Regions from separate parts of the Gossypium hirsutum genome. Here region 1 is linked to region 2. The links are chromatin contacts, called in public Hi-C maps. All regions are on one chromosome and are shown on one strand. Each heading gives the region's core, a stretch centred on a gene start, on an enhancer-like site or on the middle of the called end of the contact. The rest is flanking DNA. Distances are from core to core; before and after follow the strand shown.

Region 1 (4,378 bases), core at 1,090-3,589, 240 kb before region 2:
TCAGCTTTAAAATGTAGATACAATCACCATTCCAATGAGGGGAAAGATCTAAGCATACAAACCCGGATTAACATTCATTCGATCAAAACTAATAGTTGTTTAGATCCAGCAACATTTGCTAGGTTTCTACTCCCAGAACAATTACATGAATAAGGAAGCAGTGGGAACAAGTTCATCCTATGAGTCGAAGAATGATTTCCAAAATGCATTAGTTTTAAATGAACGGTACTCATCAGGTATCTAGAGACGTGAAATATAAAAGTCTCCAATACAAAACATGATTTGACTTAACTTTTACAAATACAAGGTAATCGACAGAAAGAGCAGGAGAAGAATCTCAAAACAAACAGTTGAAGGTCCATCTTTGCCTAAAATTAGAAGCATGGCCAGCCTATTATACAAGTTAACAAGAAACAGAGATCCTAACACTGCTGTTATCGTACAGTAAAGGATCTAAAGCAAATGCAAATGAGTGGAAGCTCTTTCATCACTCCCTTTTTTTCTTTTCTTTTTTTCTTTTTGTAAATATTATTTACAAATCCAATCCAAGGCGGGTTTGACATAAGTGACACGCATATGTTACACAAATCAACCGAAGATTCAACAGACAGATAATGGCGTATAGCATTGATCTGTAAATATCACTGAAAACAAAAACATCTTACAAGGTTTTCCACTACCATTTGACATCCAATGTCAGAGCCTCAGGAGGGACAAGAATGGATGGGAACTTTGTAAAAGAAATGTTTGACAATAAATTACTCCATGAGACTGTATCTCCACTAACAAAAGGTCGGACCTTCTTTATCAGAAGGGGCTTCAATTTGTCTCCTTCAACTCTTGTCATTACATCAAACCATAGTCTCTCAACAGTTGGCTTTGTCCTCCATTCAGCTAACATACCACGAACACTCTCATTGTTCCCAATTTCTTTTTCCAACTCTAACTGGAAATGAACGATAGGTGATGCTTTAGTTTTCACATTAAGAGAACCTAAAAACTGCTTTTGATTGTTTCTATCACCTAGAAATGTCCTAAGGATTTTTTGTAACCTGGCTATCCTCAAACTTATAGAATCTATGGGGAAAGGTTGTTTCGTGTAACCATCAATCCCATAACACTTTTCAGGCAGCAGCTCAATAGTATCCTTGGATGGGAAGTGAGCTTCAATGTGGGCATCAGGGTTCCGAGTTCGGTAGGCAGCAAGAGACACCGACCGTAAAACATGCACAGGAAGTAAGGACCTACAGAATGAATGCGAGAAGGGCCAATATCCACTACTCTTCTCCTTGACACCATTTTCATTTGCCGGTAAACCGAGATTAAACGTATGGAAAAGAGAGATCTCTTGAGCTCCATTTACTTGTAAAGTGATGCCATGACCAACAAGGACTCGTTTCAGATCAGTATGTGAAGTGTTCAGCTGATGACCAAATACCCAAGCTTCAGACTACTACTATTGATAACTATTATTTGCAAAGGTCCAATTAAACACATAATTCAAATCAAACATTGATTAAGATAACTTTAAACTCTAAGCTATCTCTAAAGATTAACTAAGCCCCCCCCCCAAAAAAAAAACCAACAACTCCTTTCTATGTAATTGATGAGGAATTAAAATAAAAGGGAAAAAAGAGAAGCATACCGGAAAGAGGAGGGAAGCTTGGTGACCGGGAGAGAGGCGTAACTCGAAGGGACCTTCCATTGTAAAAGGCTCGAGTACGGCCGAGGAATTAATTTCATTGACAAAATCAAGAAAATCGTTGCTACTTCGTTTGGTAAACTTTTTCAAGGAAGAAACTTCGTCGGGGAATTTGAAGAGCAGATGAGTTTTTCCAAATCGGATCCGGAACTCGCATCTTTTGCCAGTCCCGAACCTAACCTTACTCAATTCCAGTTTTGAAAAATTAAGCCCTTCCAGCTCCCATTTCTGCTTCAAAGCAATCTTCTCAATTACATCCTGATCCGAAGGGGAAAAAACAAATTTAATGAGTATTAAGAAACTTTAATATCAATTATTTCTATTAATTTGATTTTTTTTCTTACCTGTACGATTTGGGGATTGTTTGATTGGAGAGGATTGAAAGCGAAGGATAAGATCTGAGAGAAAAGGAAGAAGAGGAGAAACGAGAAAACACGGCGGCTCATCATCGGTGATGGTTGCCGATGGTGCTGCGTTACCGGAGTTTAGGTTAGTGTGTACCGGATCGTAGACGATCAGATGAGTCACTCACTCACTCAACTCGCTCGCTTTGAACTACGTTTCCGTAACATGTTTCTGGGGTTGAAGTTGAAATGACAGTTATGGGCTTGTGGGCCCAATCTGAGTACTAAGTTGGCGCTGATTTCATGGTCACGTACTCACGTTTAATGGGTGGTCCGAAATTGACCGTGTTTCCTAATAACTAGTTTTTTTAATGCATCAAAAAATAAAAGAATTTAGATAAAATATGAAATTCCAAAAATAAATCTGGGAAAAATTTAAAGTTTATTTTTTTATATGAGTCAAGATATTTTTGCTGAAGACTAACTCGGCCGGAATATAAATTATGTTAATAAAAATATTATATTAATTATATATATAATCATTAATCTAATAACATTTAAATTTATTACCCAAAATCTAAAAAAATATTTACCCAACTAAATAACTCAACCCAAAATATAAAATTTTAAAAATTATATTTAATACAATAAAATATTTATTATATTTATTTGTGTTTTATTTATTATATTGTTTTCTAATATAAATACTTTTTAATGTATTTTTAATGTGTTAGAAAACTTTTATTTTAGCATTTTTACTGCATTTAATGTATTATATTTTTTCAAGAATTATTTTTAAATAAAAACTAATATAAAAAATCAAATATGGGCGGATCAGATTGGGTCCGGGTTTATCTTTCTTAAATTGAATCAAGTTTGGACAAAAAAGTAAGCTCATTTTTTGGGTCGGGCCCGAGCTTAAGAAATTAATCTAGATACCTTATATGGGCTCAGTCTGAACCTGACCTATGAACGCCTCTAGCATAAATTAATAATATGCATTTGATTAAATATATTATATTAATTTATTTAAGTATGTTTTTAATAATTTGCAATATTATACTTTGATAAGAATTTTGTAAATTTAAAGAATAATAATTTAGATAAAATGAAATTATTTTTTAAAGTAATAATTAATGTATTTAATTAGTAATGTAGAAAGCAATGAAATGTTAATTTACTAGAGGGCGAAGTTAGAAATTTTTTTTCGGGGTCGGAATTAAATTGTATATTTTACGTTAATAAAAAATGTAATTTCATAATTTTAATAGTTTATATCTTTATAATTATTAAAGGATTAGATTAAATTTTTATCATTTTTGGGGTCAAAATATAGTTTTATCTTACTAATTTAAAATTTTATAAACTATAAAAGAACCTAAATAGAAAGGCTTCGCCACTAATTTGAAGCAAGTTTATTAATAATTGGATTCTAATTGGTGTGGTTGATTTTTCGAAATTAAGGTATCTTCTATTTTATTTTACGATTTGTGGAGATTATCCTTTTAAGATTTGTGACTGTGTCTCTCAACAATATTGTTTACAAAGTTCAAACTCGAATTCTCTCATTAAAAGTATATTGTACCTTTTAATTGCACCCACCACCTTTTTTTTAAAAGTAATTTTTAAATAAATAAATCTTTTAAATATTAATTTCCACCCAACAATTTGTAACCATTTATATAAATTATTTCATGTCTTTTAATTTAATATTTAAAAATAAACATTTTATATTAATATAAATTTTTTTAGGATAGAAGCGTAAAATGAAATCATTTAATTATATAGAAGTTTTTCATTACTCTAATAATTATGTGTAAATGTTGATTAAAAAACTAGTGTGCATTCTCATTTTTAAACCAATTAAGCAAAATTCCCATATTTTAGAGCAAAACATTGCTAAATATGGTATAGTTTTTAGGAATAATAAAGCATATTGTTGTACAAAAATGATAAAACTAATAAGCCATATTATTATGAAAGATGTAAGATACAATTATTTTATTCTATAAATAAATACTTGAATAAGTTATGTAATACTATTTAATAATTCTGCCCTACTTTTGTAAAAAAGCTAACTCCTCAAATAATATTTATTTCTTTAATGTAACAAGTTGCTTAAGAAAAATATAAAAATATATGTAATTATACCAAATATATTTTTATTGATTTTTAGGGTTTTTGGATTTTTAAACCGTTTAAAATATTTTATAAAGTCTTAATTTCTTAAAATGTGTTTTGAGACCATTTTAGATTTCATATAAGTTCTTCTTAATAATCCTTTTAAATAGTATTAAATTTTGTTTTTAAAAAATTTTAATAGTATTTGTAA
Region 2 (3,951 bases), core at 340-2,839:
ACTTGAAGATATTACGACTGGAATTAGGATAAATAAGCTGAAAACACATGACCTTGCTCTCATGACTCAATAATCTTGCTGAAACCAAAGATGCGCAGGGAGAAAAGAAAAAGAGCCAAATTAGTGTATTGCAGTTGCTAAAACACATTGATGCTTTTTAGCCATAGAGGACAGCGAAAGATATTCCAAAGCATAAATACAAAGCCGAACCAACTGATGAACCAAAAATCAACAGGGGAAGTGCCATACAATAAATTCCTCAATCACTAAGTAAAAGACAAAAAGGTAAATGAAAATGCATTTATTAGATTTACACAAGATATCGGATTGGCACTCCTAAAATAAGTTAGCAATTTATGCTTTGATAGCAGATATGGTCTATTGATAAATCATTGCAAAGATAACACAAACAATGATAAACAGAAACAGCATCTTCAGATAATGATCCTGCTGGCCTTGTGCGGTGCGATGATGATGGTGGTGGTGGTGGTGATGGTATCCATGAGCAAGGCCACCATGATATGAACTTGGAAAGCCATATGGAAAACCAGCAGCTGGACCAAACATAGCCGCATCAGGAAATCCATGGACCTGAAGGTTAAACAAGGATGGGATAAGACCACCAAAAGCAGCAGAGAGTGTGAAATTCCCAAATCGAGCGGTTGCCATTGGTGCAAAACCTCCCAAGCCTCCCATGAACCCGAACCCATTTTGGGGAAACTGATTAGGTGCTGGTGGAGGAGCCGTTTCAGGTCTCTGTCCAGCTGGACGATTCGGAATATTAACACCCGGGATAGATTTGGACCTAGGATCAGTAGATGATTTCCCCCTTCCATACAAAGGAACCAATTTTTGTTCCTCAACAAGGGCTTTACAAACAGGACATTCCTGAGAACGGGAATGAGTATGAAGCCATTTGTAAAGGCAAGGCCAGCAGAAAAGATGCCCACATAAAGTGACAATAGGGTCTTGAGCTAAGTCAAAGCAAATATTGCACTCAAAATTACCAGCATCACCATTAGCATTATTGGTGGAGCAAGATGGATTGTGGGGAGAATGGCTCGCTGATTCCCCAAACCCACTTGCCATTTCTTTTCCTAGACCTCCGAAACTCCGATTCCTACAAAAATCGAATTGGAACGAAAACAAACACCAATCATAAAATTCACTAGTATCAGAAAATTGCAAGAATTTCCCCAAAAATTGAAGGCTGTCATATAAAAACCAAAGCCTCTAACGACTCAAATCATCTCAAATTCAAAAAAACCTCAGATCTCTTATGAAAATCAGCCTAACTAATTAAAACAAAATCTATCCCGATTAATTAACGACAAAAATCGCGATTCAACGGTAACAAAAAAAACAAATCTAGCTTTTAAAAAAATAATAAAGAGAGAGAGAGAGAGAAATATGAATAGAGAGAGAGAGAGAAATATGAATTACTGACCTTCAAAGAGATATTGAAGAGATACAAGGACCGATCGATATGGCAATCGACCGATCCAAAGAAGTCAAAAATAAATAAAAACTAAAAAAGAAAAGAAAAAAGAAAAAGATGAAGATCGCAGAAAAAAACTCTTCGAAGAAACTTGGTATTTATTTACAGACGCGTTTACAGCGGAAAGATTCCTATAATTCCTCTTTCCTAAGTTTTAATACGCAATAGCGTTTGAGCTTTTGAATCCCCACGTGGCAACAATCTGTTGGTTCATTTCTCCTGACTCCTTGATGACCCGTTATTAGATTGCGCCTGTGGTTTGGATAGGCAACTACCGGCGTTAGAATGTTAACGCGTAAACGCTACGCTCCAACTATCGCATTGAGTTTGTCCTTTTTTTTATTTTTTATTAATATAGTATTTGTTACCTGAGTTTGTCTTTCATATTGAATTTGGTACATGAGTTTAGCTTTAAGGTCTAATTTGATACAAATGGTATTATGTGGTTCAGTGAATATTTAATATGTGAACTCTAGTAAAAAAGTGACAAAAAATACTTAAGAATCAAATTGAACATTGAAGCTAAAGTCGGGTAATTAGGACCAAAAGAACTCAAGTATCAAATTGAAAAGTTTAAGCACCAAACCGAACATTAAAGCCGGACTTAGGTACTGAATTGAAACAAAAATACTTAAGTATCATATTAAACATTAAAACCAAATTCAAGTACCTAATTGTATATAAACCCTTATTAATTTTAAGAATTTAAAAAAAATGGCTCAGATACCGGACTAATCCTTAATATATGCAATTTTTTTTTCGTTAGGTAACTTGTACGTAAATATATGTATTTATATAATTTATTTTAATAAAAAATTTAATTTTATATAATTAATTTAAGTAATCATTACTAAAAGAAAAGGAATGTTAGATTTCTATGGGCATGGTCTCTCAAAATAGATGTAAATAAATTAGATATATTATAAATGCAATAAATAATAATATTATTTTGAATTTTAAAATATGTATTTGCGTAATTGCTAATAATATTTTTTGTTTTGAGAATCATACTTGAAAGTTATTGTGAATAGGTTGTTTTAGTTAATATTATTAGTAAAATAATTATTTATAATTATTTTTTGTCTAAATATTATATAAATAATATTTTATCACATTTAAAATTTTTATTTGGATAGAATTATATCTAAAGTAATTTTTAATATGTTATTTTAATTAATATTAATTATTTTTATCATATTTACTCAAGAATGTGGAAGAATGAAACTACCTGCATGATTAGATTTTAGGCATTATACTTCTAAGACCAATATAATAAAAATATTGACAATAGTTCATAAATGTTTAATGCGTAAATTTATTGAGATATCAATTCAAAATAATTTTTTTCAATGAAGATTTTTTTTTTTAAATTTCAATATCATAGAATTATATTTAAAGTAATTTCTTATATTTATTTTCATTAATATTTTTAATAAAATAATTATAATTTTTATATAGTTTTTAATTTAAACATTATTTTAATAGTATTTTAACATATTTATTGAGAAAAACATAAAAGTAAAAAAAGATCTAATAAGAAATTGAATTTTTTTTTAAATTTAGTAAATTATACTTACTTTATCTTTTACATTAAATACATTTGATGATTTTATGCGATTAAAATTTTAATAATTAATAACATAATAATAAAATATTTTAGAAAAATGTAAAATTTATATGATAAAATATTTAACTGTGACTTCATCAATTACAACTTTTGATAAAAATTAATTACTATATTGTATTAAAATACATACCAAAAAATTTTATATATTTTAACTATCCAATACATTGTAATACACAACAATATAACTTATGAGCAAGGTTAAAGAGTCTGTAAAAACAATTAATTTTTTAAAATTTAATGTCTAAATATTATCATTTAAATAATTATGTAATAAATAAAAAACTATAAAAATATGTATTAAAATTATCGATAAAGGGGCCATATTAAGTTAAAAAGTTTTTGAAAATAAAGTTAAATAAAAATATTTAATAAATTGTATAAGAATTAGAAAAACCAAGCGTCCTAAAAATAATTAAAATAAAATTATATTAAAGCATTGAACTTCCTTAAAACAATAAAAATAAATTTTATTTTAAAATATATACTAATAATATTGCAAAAAAACATTTTAATGTTCAATCTATCATAATTGTCATCATCTTTGATCAAAAGGGATTATTGTTTCTCAACTTATTTAATTTCAGATAAAATTAATTGCATTTTGACTTTCATTCCTTCATTCAACTTAAAAAAGGCTAATATCAAATAATATATTTATTATTCAATATTAAATAGTAATAAAATAATAAAAATTGAGCATATCAAATAATAATCAAATCTTTTTGGGTGATTCTCTAAATGCTATTTGAACGAAATGCTTCGTTAATGCATCAATTTATATATAATGTTAAATTTTAGTTTTAATTTGTATATAACTGTAGTATTA

Evidence for each region. A called contact is a pair of places that touch in the nucleus more often than the background predicts.
Region 1: a contact with region 2 is called in a Hi-C map of leaf, with 2.2 times the contacts expected there. The contact joins the promoter of LOC107922537 here to the promoter of LOC107922316 in region 2. A contact is called at or near these places in 5 of 34 Hi-C or Micro-C datasets (hypocotyl, leaf and petal).

Annotation. Positions count from the first base shown.
Region 1 is chrD01:20,094,067-20,098,444 of Gossypium_hirsutum_v2.1, reverse strand. It overlaps LOC107922537, which reads right to left and starts at 2,339. Exons shown (of 3, transcript XM_016852622.2): 1 at 2,047-2,339; 2 at 1,646-1,960; 3 at 193-1,423. The coding sequence starts at 2,151. The coding sequence ends at 677.
Region 2 is chrD01:19,851,337-19,855,287 of Gossypium_hirsutum_v2.1, reverse strand. It overlaps LOC107922316 (E3 ubiquitin-protein ligase RNF185-like), which reads right to left and starts at 1,589. Exons shown (of 2, transcript NM_001399843.1): 1 at 1,448-1,589; 2 at 138-1,120. The coding sequence starts at 1,089. The coding sequence ends at 379.